2 separate regions of the Astyanax mexicanus genome follow, and region 2 is linked to region 1. A link is a contact called in public Hi-C data. All regions are on one chromosome and are shown on one strand. Each heading gives the region's core, a stretch centred on a gene start, on an enhancer-like site or on the middle of the called end of the contact. The rest is flanking DNA. Distances are from core to core; before and after follow the strand shown.

Region 1 (6,281 bases), core at 2,817-5,316:
GTTATTTCTCTTTCTATATGTCATTCTGACGCTGATTTATGATCTTATGCCATACCAGAGAAGCTTCTATAGATACAGTAGGCAGTCGTTTGTCACTGTGTGTCACACATGATTAGCTGTGCCAGCCATAACCCACACGCACATGACCTCAGAATTAGGGCTGCACAATGTAACGTTTTAGCATCGCCATCACAATGTGGGCATGTGCAGTACTCACATTGTATGATTTGCAATGAGACAAAAGGCAAGTGAAACCAATTAATCAACTTTAATACTGTTCTAATTTTCCTGGCCAAAAAAAAGGTCACATACTCTTATTTTTCGCATTGTTTCAATAAGCTCAATAAGTCACCAGATATATTTGAATCCAGTGTTGCTGGATTAATTTTTCACCAAGATCTTGCAGCAGCATTGATGATGGTAGAGTCTGACCACTGCACAAAGCAGCACTTCTCCATCCAGCACATCCCAAAGATTCTCAATGAGGTTAAGGTCTGGACTCTGTGGTGAACTCTCTCTCAATCCATGTGTAAAAATGATGATCTCATGCTCCCTGAATCACTCGTTCACAATTTCAGCCCTATGAATTCTGACTTTGTCATCTTGGAATATGCCCATAGAAAATTGATGGAATAACCTGGTCTATATTCTGTATATTCAGGTAGTCAGCTGACCTCATTCTTTCAGCACATACTGTTGCTGAACCTACTGCAGAAATACACCAGATCATTAGCTTAGTTAAATCCAGGTGGAGACTTTTTTTTGGCCAGGCAGTGTATATACCAAATATAGATAATATCTGCACAGTATTGTTTATTTTACTTTTGAGGGATTCAAGGAGATTTTATTGTCATTTCACATCAGGTGTGGTATATGAGGTGGAACGAAATTGTATTTCCAATGTTCAGTTTACACTCAAAGAGCGTTTTAAAATAGATAAATATAAAGACAAAATAAGATAGATATGTACACACACAACATGAGCAACATGAAGTCCAAGTGCAAACTGCTATAGCAGCATGATAATAATGAATGGATATCAGTAACATGAAAGTGATAAAGTGTCCCAATGCAAGTAAAGTGACTGTATTCATAGGGGTGGGATAAAATATCAATGTCAATATCAATAATATACATTCCATCATTATGGTTTGTAATGCATTATAGATGTGTGGTGTCAAACATTAATATTTTTATTGAAACATATGCTCTCTAAACTTCCTAAGACAATTTGGCTTACTAAAGTAAGTGCTTCATTACTCCACATAGTCAAATAAATAAGGTAAACCTGCGGAGAATAACATTATATTGGTTGTTAAATTCTGTGAAACTGACACCAATAATTCCATAATTCCTGGTATTAACTTATTTAGAAATATTTTATCCTCTTCAGTAACACAGATCCTGTAAAGTATCATAGAGGATTGTCTGGTGATGTTTTCAGAAATGCAGTATGGTGATATCAGCCGACACCAGTGTTGTGCCAAAAACTGAATCTGACTCCCCTTGGTGTGCATGCAGCGCATGCAGCAGTAGAGCACAACAGATTATGCTCATGATTCCTGTTGTTTCTGTTTTAAATACGTATTACTGTTGAGTTTCTTCTCTCACAATGAACAAAAGAATGTCATTTAAGGGGAATCGGATTCTGGCAGGGGGTTGAATTTATGCACAACACTGGCACACAGCAAAACAGCAACAACCATACGCATAAAATCATCATCATTTTTTGCATGCATGCAGTTTTTGAATACATTGCAGATATAGACTGATATACATTTATAAATGTGAACTATATATCTATAGAACTAAATCACGATAGCCAAATCTAAGAGTTGATTAGTGAGGCTTGAAATAGTAACATATGAATGTTACTATTGAAATAGTAACATATTGTCTTGACATGACAAACTGTCATGTCAAGACAGTTTGACCTTGTGTCGTGTTTGTATTTGTCTGTTTGCAAATAAACTTGTGTGTGTTTTTCTCTCTCTGTCTTCCTCCAGATGATATAGAAGATGCCACTGTCAACAAAATTGTGTAAGTAGTAAAAAGCTGTAATTAGAGTGTAAATTAGTTTGTTTTAAATCTACAGGAAGTAGTAATTCATAAAAAAATAGAGCAGTGTGTGCTTACCCTGTTTATCAGTTTGTTCTGAGTGTTAGTATTGAGCCTGGTTTGACCTTTAGCCTCCACCGTGGCACTGAACACTACCTTTTACAGCTAGACTGTCAATGCAAAGATCTTACACTAAACACTCTCTTTCTCTCTTCTCTTTCTCTTCTCTCTTTATCTCTGTCTGTCTGTCTGCAGGCTGTGGCTGTGTACGTTTACGCTCTCAGTGGCAGTGTGTGCAGTGCTGCTTCTACCCATCTCAATCCTCTCCAACGAAGTTTTGCTCACATTCCCACAGAGCTACTACATGCAGTGGCTCAACGGCTCACTTATACATGGTATATATACACACACACACACACACACACACACACACACACACACCAAACCTAACATCGTTCTCTGACTGTATTAATGCATACATCTGGAAATGGGAATATACTGCATTTCTACATTTGCTGTGTACAGTTTTCTCTATTTATGTCAATCGATTAAAAAAAAATTTAATCAGATTAATCGTGTGCACTGAATTTATTTGTTAGCTGGAGACAGATAGGAATTGTGCCTGATTTTATTACTGTATTGCTTTTGCTTCAGGAACAACATATTGTAAATTGATATTGAATTTGTGTCTTACTTGTGCAATAGAGCTGTTGAGAAATATAATTTGAATACTTTAACATTTAGTAATTCAGGTCCATTATAGTGTTTATGGAACTATTTAAAATAATTAGTTTTGTAAAGGAAGCTGTGTTAAAGTTGTTAGCGTACCTTATTGTATGATCTATTGTTTGCATTCTTTAACTGTTTTTTTTGTTTGTTTGTTTGTCTGTTTTGTTTTTTTGGCTAATTAACTCTGAAATCTTAATATATTATGTAGTCTTGTGGGACAAAGTAGACCCAATAGTAATCAAAGCCAAAGTTTAAAGCCTTAGGGTTTTTTATAATATGTACTCCTAACAGTACAGTAAGTCACAAACCTATATTAAAAATAAAAATTGAATTAAAATAAATGTAAATCTGTGAGAATCTTGAAAAATACCATGATATACATATTTGGTCAGACTGCTGCACTACACTGTAGTAAAAGGCTGGGCTTGTTTCTGATGATTGACTGATGATTATTAGCGCTGGACTCGGAGGCCCTGGCCAAGGTGTCAGTAATATAGCTGTAGTTGAGTGTTATGTGAGGAATTCAGACAGCATGTGTTAAGTGATATGCGATACCCAACGTTGGCTAAGAGGAGACACATGCTGGATGTTAGAAAAACAAGACGAATCCAGCTCTGTTTTCAAGGTTAATAAAGGTGCTATCATTTAGACAAAAAATGTTTTATGTAATACACTTTACATAATGTACTTAGGCAACGGAAACTACAATGACAGACAGAATGACAGACAGACAGACAGCTTTAACACCTGTTCTGTAGATCTCCAGACCAGAGCAGGGAGCGTGTTGAACTTTTACCACCCTCTCGTGGTGACTGCAGAAACTACACTGATATTCCTGAAAACAGCTGATGTTTATTCGATTATAAATGTTAGTACATGATAAAACACTATAGCCTAATCCTTAGTTAAAAAAAATATATATATTTATTTATATGTGAATATGAATATAAAGATATGCATTATTATTGATTGTAATGTATTATTAAGATTTAATTAATTTTATGTAATTTATTTACTTTCTTCATTTAGGTCTATGGAACTTAGTCTTCCTCTTCTCCAACCTGTCCCTGGTCTTCCTCATGCCTTTCGCCTACTTCTTTACTGAGGCAGAAGGCTTCACAGGGTCCAAAAGGGTAAATATTTGTTCTGATATTTTCAATAAAAGACTGGAGTTGTCTGTCTGTATATTACTGTATAAATGACTGTATATACTAATCTGTTGGAGTGCTTTTGCTGCAGGGAGTCATGTCTCGGGTTTATGAGACTGCAGTGATGCTGCTTCTCCTCAGTCTGCTGGTGCTTGGCATTGTGTGGGTGGCCTCAGCTCTCCTCCACGACAACACGGCCAGAGAGAGTCTCTACGGTGTGTGTGAAACTAAACCTGGCTGACACAGTTCACCCTTCATTTTATTATTATTTTATTTTTTTAAAGAACTTCTTGGTACATTCATTAATAATTTAATATTTTTTAAATATTGTTGCATATTCACACAAAAAAACACAAGGCTATACAAGAAGAACATTGAATGGATGAGTCATTAAAATTCTTTGGTTTGTTTTCTTGCTGTATTTTTCTCCCTATCCTCTTCTGCATTTATATCCCTGAACCCTAATTTAATACTGTGTCTACATGTAAAAACAAAATGATAACGTTCTAATAGACCAAGAAAAGTTTTTTTAGGAAGTAAATCACACAGAGGTGCTACTATGATCATTTTTATATATTGTAGTAAATAGTATTTAATATATTGATATTTACAATATATTATATATTATACAAAACATTATGTAGTGCCCAACCTTAAAGGGTAGTCATCTGACTTGATTTCGTTTCCTAGTACTTTGTAAAGAACTGAAAGAAAGTCACCAAAGAGCCACTTTAGCAGAAGTCTAAGGGCAGGTGGCCTCAAGATAGCAGCCTTAAGACGGCGGTAAGCGGCCTTAAGACATTGGCCTTAAGACATTGGCCTTAAGTCAACAGACAGTGGCTTTAGGACAGTGGTCAGTGGCTTTAAGTCAAAATACAACGGCCTTAGCACAGCGGCCTTAAGACAGTGGCCTTAAGACAGTGGCCTTAAGACAGTGGCCTTAAGACAGTGGCCTTAATTCAACGGTCAGTGGGCTTAAGACAGTGGCCTTAAGACAGTGGTCAGTGGCATTAAGTCAAAATACAGCTGCCTTTAGACAGCGGCCAGTGGCCTTAAGTCAAAGAACAATGGCATTAAGTCAAAGAACAATGGCCTAAGGTCAGCTGCCTTAAGTCAAAGGACAGCGGCATTAAGTCAGCGGTCAGCGGCCTTACTTCAACAGCCTTAAATCAACAGTCAGCGGCCTTAAGTCAAAGTGCTGCGAAGCAAACTCTAAAGAACCATATTTCTGTGTGGTATTATTACAAAAATATTAATAGAAACATCAAGAAACATTACATTTTGGTTTAATTTGAATAAATTATGAAAGACCTTGAATCTCATTATATAACAATTCCATGATGATCAATAGGAATGCCCCAAAAATATATTTTCATTGACTTCCATTGAAAGTTAAGTAGGTTTTTCTATCTCATGTAAAGCTGCTAATTTGGTGATACTGGGCTTAACGTCACAGTTTTGTCAGAGTTGTTGTGTCAGATGCTAAATAAAGCATGTATCCAGTGTGTGTATAGAGGGCGTGAGCTCACTCTCCTGTCTATTTTGCTGTGTTTCAGACCTGTGGGAGTACTACCTGCCCTACCTCTACTCCTGTATCTCTCTGTTTGGAGTGCTGCTGCTGTTGCGTAAGTGCATGTCTGTCTGATTATACCTGAAAACCTTTTAATGGTTTTTTTTTTTTTGACATGTGGAGCAGGTTATAAGTTGTGGTTAATGTGGTTAATTGTAGGCTAGGCGTAGTTCAGTAATTCAGTAGTTCATGTAATTGTGCTAAATGTGTGTGTGTATTGTTTGTTTAAGCATTAATTATTTTCTTTTTCTGTCTTAACAGTGTGCACCCCATTTGGAATGTCACGTATGTTCAGCGTCACTGGGAGCTTATTGGTTAAACCGCGGGTAAGCATGTGACGTTTAAGTGGGTTTTGATATGTATTGAGAAATGTTCTGACCTGCTTACCTACGTAATAATGAATCCAGCCTTTTCTGAGACTGTTATTTAAGTGCTGACAGTAGTAGGATTTATGGAAAATATAACTAAGAGTCACCTTTTGACCTCGTTATGACTGATTTGGGTGTAGTTATCTTGCTTACTGTGCTGAAACTGAAAATAGGAAGCTTGGTGTTCACTGACTCAGTATATGACTGTGTTGTGGTGCGTGTTCAGCTGTTGGAGAATGTGGAGGAGACGATGAACTGTGCTGTGTTTGAGGAGGCCTCGCTCTCCAGGAAGCTCAACAGTGAGTGTTCATAACACAACCTTTATAACAATAAACCTGTTAGAATGTATATTTGTTTATATTACCTTTCAAATATTCAAATAATACATTTCCAAACAAGCTGAAGGAA
Region 2 (6,442 bases), core at 2,624-5,123, 35 kb before region 1:
CACAACCCCCTCCTCTGGGATGTCCCCTTTATCATCTTTCCATCCTTCATCCCTCTCTCCTCCTCTTCTCTCTGCAAGCGTAGCAGCACCTGCTTCTTCATCACTGTAGAGCTCTACCTTGATGGAATTAGCTAGACAGATGGGAAAACGAGCAGAGTGGACACTTATGAATGGGTTTATGAGCAGGAAACAGAAAACAGCAGAAGAAAGCAGAATACAGCAATAGTAACAGAATTAGAGAATTCAACACCGGCCAAATGCTAAGTTTCACATGCAGTTTTTTTTTTTGTCTTTTTCAAAGATTAAGAGAAAAAATGTACAGATAAGGTACTGACCACTGAGGGAGCGACTGGGCGAAGAGTGCTGACTGTTAGGAGTGCTCACACTAGGTCCCCTTAGCCCTGCAAAAAACTCCCGCTCTGTCGAAGAATCTCCATTGCCTGCAAACACACACACGCACATACAGACACGATTAAGCTCCTACAGAGGTTCAAAGGTAAGTAATTGTGTTAGATAAAATCAATAAGACCTCCCAATACCTGACATGTAAGAACGGCCATTGCAATCGTCAGCATTCATTCTCAGACCAGATGCCTTAAGACAACAGCAACAAAAAAACAGAAAAGAGAAAACTGTGAGAGAAAATTTAATGAAATGCTGCAAGGCACACTTATAAACAGACTTATAATCTGCTCCTTCTAACTCAGCACTTCTGTTTTTTGCAGCATTGCTCCCATACTCTCGCAAAAGATCAAAATGTTTTATATCAATTAATATGGCATCAAGAACAATACCACAAGTTAATATCTTCTAGCGTTTGTACCGGTTCCAAGTCTCTGTCTTCAACAATGCTTTGGTTAAAAAAAAAAAAAAGCAGCGTATAAGTCAAGAAGATGCCCTCCCCTTTACATCTAACCTATCAGAGTGCAGGGGGGAAAATATCAAGGAGGAATGACAGTTATTATCACATGCAAAGAACTGCAGATGTGGCATTATATTAAAAACAATGACACCTGGTCAACTTAAAGTAGTTATTCAATACATAAAACATATTAAAGCATTAGAACTGTGTATTGTCTTAATTTAAACCAGCGCAAACTAAATAACTCAAATATGATATGTGCAAAAATAATGGCACATTATGCTTGTATTATTGGTTTCAGTATTTTAGTGTTGTTTTACTTAAATTTGAACATTAATAGTAAAATAAATCACATACTCCAATTGAAGAGCAGAGCCTCTTTATATTTAGGTTTGTTACTGACTTGTTCACATTGACCAGGGCTGCCTAAACTTTTGCATACCACTTTGTATTATTTTTACCACCAGATCACACAAGAAATTATAGCCTGCTCAAATTCGCCAAATCAAATAGTGTACATAGGTTACATTGGTTCAACACATTTCAAGAGCAACCTTAAGTGACCTTAATTAATAGCATTCAGGGCATTAATACTAATAATAATCAACAGTGTGCAATTTGTATTTACATGATGTATTTTGACATTCTAACATGTTATATATAAACATAAGTTGTTCTTTATAATGCGTCCAAATTATATGATGAATGGATCAATAGAAATGCTTTAAAGTTACTTTTTAAATGGATTGCCACTGAAAGAAGGTGTTGTCCTAATAAATTGCTATATTTGAGATGCAAGTTTTTTGTGTGACAGCAATGATATAGTCCTAACTTAATTAAAATTACAATTCACAGAAATAACAGAAACTCTCATTCCTTAATATAATTTTGACTAGTCATTTGTTACCATTTAGTTATATGAAACACAATAAGTCCAGGTCCACACATACAAGTAGCTACATATGTAAATTTAAGATATCAGTAGTAAAGATTTTTATTAGTTGAAGTGTGCTTTTGGAGTATGTGCACGTTTAGATCGTAAATATAATTTCAGATACATATAAGATGAGTTTAACCTAGTAATAATAATATTATTTACATTTACAATAAGGGCGCACCGTTGTGGGAATACTCGGTCACTGCAGATATTCAGTATTACGGATGATATGGCAAATTTATCACAATATATTTCTTAATTTAGGTTGATGCAATATAATTCTGATATTGATATGAACAGTATAAAAGCCACCACCCTTGCTGGGCAAAAAGAGAGACAATTTGGCTCATTTTTCATGGGCGCAGCCCATATACTCAGCTCCACTGCTCATCTCACAAAACAGTTTAAAAGGGAAATTAAGAAGCATTGTTGCTACAAAGAAATACCAAATAATTCAAACACAAATTTCCTCACTTTTCTTACTTTTTGTGCTATGTTTAAACTACAGTAAAGACATACAGCTCTGAAAAAATATTTATTATACCTAAATATTTTACCAAATTGAAAACCTTTGGAATATAATCCAGAGGGAGATGGATGATCACAAGCCACCAAACCAACCAAGTTAAACTGCTTGAATTCTTGCAACAGGAGTGGTTAAAAACCATGATTAAAAACTGTGATTAAAAACCAGGGTTATTGCACCAAATATTGATTTCTGAACTCTTAAAACTTTATGAATATGAACTTGTTTTCTTTGCATTATTTGAGGTCTGAAAGCTCTGCATCTTTTTGTTATTTCAGCAATATCTCATTTTTTGTGATTAAATGATCTAAATAACAATATTTTTATTTGGTATTTGGGATTAATGTTCATAGTTTATAAAACAAAACAACAATGCTCATTTTATTCAAATATATACCTATAAATAGCAAAATAAGTGAAACTGATTCAGAAACTGAAGTGCTCTCATTTTTTTCCAGAGCTGTATGTATACGGCAATTCAGTATGGCTTTACATAGAGTACTAGCTAGAGCTGTAACTAATTCCTAGTAAACATTTCACAGCTGATCTGAAATTATGTAAAAAGCTTTAATTTGAGATTTTACCAGTTAAAGCTGAGTTAGGACTTAAATATCTGGTGTTATTTTAAGCTAAAACTGGTTGTCAGGTTGCATTTGTTTGTCTTAAAACAGAAAAGTTAACTCTGGAGCTTCAGACAGAGACGGACTCAGCCCTGTTAAATATTCCAGCTACACTTAAAACGACTTCAAGCAACAGGCAGCCCGGTCAGTAACTTTGCCCGAATATCGTGTTTTAGGCGTGTTTAAGTGGATTAAAGCCCGCTGCGGGTGGATAAACAGTACAGACGGGGCTGTCAGTGCTGTCAGTCTCCAGGCTCCGCTGCTCTCAGCGCCCGGCTGTCCGTCTCCCCCTGCGCGGCTGAGGCGAGCCAGCTAGCGGCAGCGGCTAACGAGCTAACGGCAGGCGACAGCTGGGGGAATAAGGCGTGTAAACACGGCCGAACTGACCCACAAACAGTGCTCACCGCCCGCCTGACCCTCGGTATCGGCTCGGCCGGTCCGCCGGGCCCGAGCCGCTCCGTGTTTGGGCCGTGCTGAACTAAACCGCGGTAATGTTGCCCGAGAGCCCGTCGGCGTTGCTATGGCACCCGATACTCGGCAGATGCCGCGCGGCTAGCTGGCTAGCGTTAGCCGCCTCTGTAAAACTCGGCCGGACCGAGCGCGGCTCTCCGCCCGCGCGACGCGCTGCCACACACCGGCAACCCGGGCACCGCACACCGCCGGACCGGCTGTTCTCCCCACCTGGCGAGCGACCCTCTCCGCCGTGTTGTTTATGTGGCTCGAGCGCGGTCTGTTTTCTCGCGCATCTCCGGGATCCTTTACCTGAAAATCCCGAACAAGTTCCGGGATCCAGCAGGCCCGAGTAACCCACCCGCGGAGCCCTCGATCAGCCCGAGAACCGAGAGCATCGAGCGCGGACTGAACTGGAGGGGAGGGTGGGATCAAAATGGACAGAAGTTTGTAGACACGTGCTGCTCTTTTAGATTCATCCAGTCTAATTTAATATTAGATACTGGAACTTTGCTGTGAGGATTTGGTAGCATTCAGTGGCAAGAAAAGTCCTTAAATAATCCTTAAAATGTGATGGGGCGAGGTGGGATGTAACAGGTGGGATCAAAAGTTTGTAGACACATGCTGGCTGATCTTTGAGATCCATCCAGTATAGTTAGCTTAGTCTAATCAAACATTAGATACTGATACATTGCTGTAAGAAGTTGGTAGCAATTAATACAAACTATATAAGTAGCATGAGATGAGATGGGAATGGATGTAAAGAGTGGGAACAAGGTGGACAAAGGTTTGTGGACACTTGCTGCTCTTTGTTGAGATCAGTCCAATCTAAGACAATATTCTGGAACATTGCTGTGAGAATTTGGTAACATACCATGGCAAACACAGTAACTTAAATCATCCAAAAATGGGATGAGGTGGTATATAAAGGGTGGGATCAAGATGGACAAAAGTTTAAAGACACCTTTTGCTCTTTAAGATCCATCCAGTCCAATCTAAGATTAGATACTGGAACACTGTTGTGAGGGTTTGGTAGCATTCAGTGGCAAGAACAGTACCTAAATAATCTTAAAGATTGAATGTGATGGGAAGGCTGAGTCAAGATGGCCAACAGATTTTAAACACATGCTGCTCTTTGAGATCTGTCCAGTCCAATCTAAGATTAGATGCTGGAACGTTGCTGTGAGGATTTGGTAGCATTTAGAAGATGGTCAAAAGTTTGTAGACACCTATTTCATCCTGTAAAATCCATCCAGTCCAATCCAACAGCATATGCTGAAACATTGCTATGAGGGGATTTGGTAGCATTCAGAGGCAATGTAATAATGCCTAAAACGGGATGGGATTGATGTAAAAATTGGGATCAAGGTGGCCAAATATTTATACACGTCTGTTGTTCTTTCAGATCTGTCCAGTCCAATTTAAGATTAGATGCTGGAACATTGCTGTGAGGATTTGGTAGCATTTATTGGCAAAAACAGTAACCTACTTAAACAATCCCAAAATGGAATGGGGTGGTATGTAAAGGGTGGGATCAAGGTGGTCAAAAGTTTGAAGACACCTGCTGCTCTTCGAGATCATCCAGCCAGTATCTTCATCCAGTCTAATTCATGCAGTCCAATTCAAAATCATATGCTGGAACATTCTGAAGGGCAGAATTTTGTATCTTTTTGTATCTTTGTACACTTTTTTAAAGCAGGTACTGTTTGTAGCCCCTGGGTGGCAGCAGACCTTCAAGCATGCAGCTGTAGAAATGACAGGGGGAGCTCTTCTGTTTTTGCTGTCAGTCAAACGCCTTGTATCTCAGTTTTACCAATTTTTTAGCTTTTGTAATAATTCTAAATTAACAGCTGTCCCTTATACTGACATGCCAAAGGTCATGGGATAGCATAAGGTAAGTTTATCATGTCATGAAGTGTTTTCTCGGGGGACTGCTTGGGAATGCCCACACCTATATAAGTTGTGAGGTGATGCCTTGGAAGTTAGGTTAAACCTTGGCCAGCATGCTCATGGCAAGACAATGTGAATTGGAGTTGGAGCAAGGTTTAAGAATGGGTGCCAGATGAATGGAACACTCTATAACTGTGGGTATCTGCAAAAAATAACATCTATATTAAGTGCAGGAGACCCCACACATATATCCCACAAGTCAGTGTAGTGTTCTTTAGCTTATTTAATGTATTTTTGCATAGCATTGGTGATTTGTTTTTAGTCATGTTGTGTAAAATTATGCAGTTTAGCATAGAAACCCTCAGCTTCAACAGTTTTTTAAAGAATTTATTATTTATTGTGTTTTCATCTATTAGTGTTCTTTCACTATGAAACTCACATCCATTATGAAAATACAACATACACTCTGTATATGTAATCTGTATTTGTAATGCACAGCTTTAGAAGCTCACAAGTTTCCCCACTGCCCCCAAAGTGCTAGTTTTCCCCCACCTTCAAGACACATAATCAGAGGGATTTTTTTACTAATTCTTTTTTAAACCTACAAGTCTCCCTCTTTGTAAACCACAGACATGCTTAAGGCTTTTATTTTTCACTGCAGCTGGAATCCCCCTTTAGTTTTTTTTTTTTTAATCAAAGGCATGTTAGCCAACATGTATTCTGACCCAATACATATAGTGCTTCAATAATAATAATAAAATCACTTCCTTTTTCGTGGCCTATGTCTGTTCATAAGTGTCTCATATGCCTCCTGGATTTGAATGAACATCTGTTGTGCCTCGTCCTGCTGCTTGGGGTTGTGGTCTGGGTGCCATAATTTAACCAGATCCCTGTAGCTGGTGGTTATTTCCTCGAGTGTGGCCCCCTCAGAGACTGACAGCACCTGGAACAATGCAGAGAACAAAGTGTTCAGCACTCCAGTATTTTATTAGAGTGTGATGAACCAACTGAACATACCCAACGCTGACATGATGGAAGTCATGGAATAGCAGTATGATCATTATGAAAGTATGGCTCAGGTCTGGTGCTATCTGGCTAGAATTCTCAGTGCTCACACATATTCCACATATCCCTCCATGAGACAGGGATAAAGTCAT

The links. Hi-C and Micro-C count contacts between places; a contact is called where the count stands out from the background.
Region 2: a Hi-C map of muscle shows a contact between it and region 1, with 11 times the contacts expected there. The contact joins the promoter of ikzf4 here to the enhancer-like site in region 1. A contact is called at or near these places in 2 of 3 Hi-C or Micro-C datasets (both in muscle).

What each region holds. Positions count from the first base shown.
Region 1 is chr13:42,614,171-42,620,451 of AstMex3_surface, reverse strand. It overlaps lmbr1l (limb development membrane protein 1-like), which reads left to right. Exons shown (of 17, transcript XM_007246751.4): 3 at 2,007-2,040; 4 at 2,314-2,453; 5 at 3,817-3,920; 6 at 4,027-4,150; 7 at 5,492-5,560; 8 at 5,767-5,831; 9 at 6,100-6,172. Among protein-coding and RNA genes, the nearest start is that of lmbr1l, 22 kb to the left of the region's middle. Within about 2 kb of position 4,066, the one cell type or tissue checked has an H3K27ac peak away from gene starts, as active enhancers do.
Region 2 is chr13:42,649,094-42,655,535 of AstMex3_surface, reverse strand. ikzf4 (IKAROS family zinc finger 4) reads right to left here and starts at 3,873. Exons shown (of 8, transcript XM_022676887.2): 1 at 3,627-3,873; 2 at 540-594; 3 at 336-440; 4 at 1-131. The coding sequence starts at 579. It overlaps dnajc22 (DnaJ (Hsp40) homolog, subfamily C, member 22), which reads right to left. Exons shown (of 4, transcript XM_049486400.1): 4 at 5,652-6,228. The coding sequence ends at 6,046.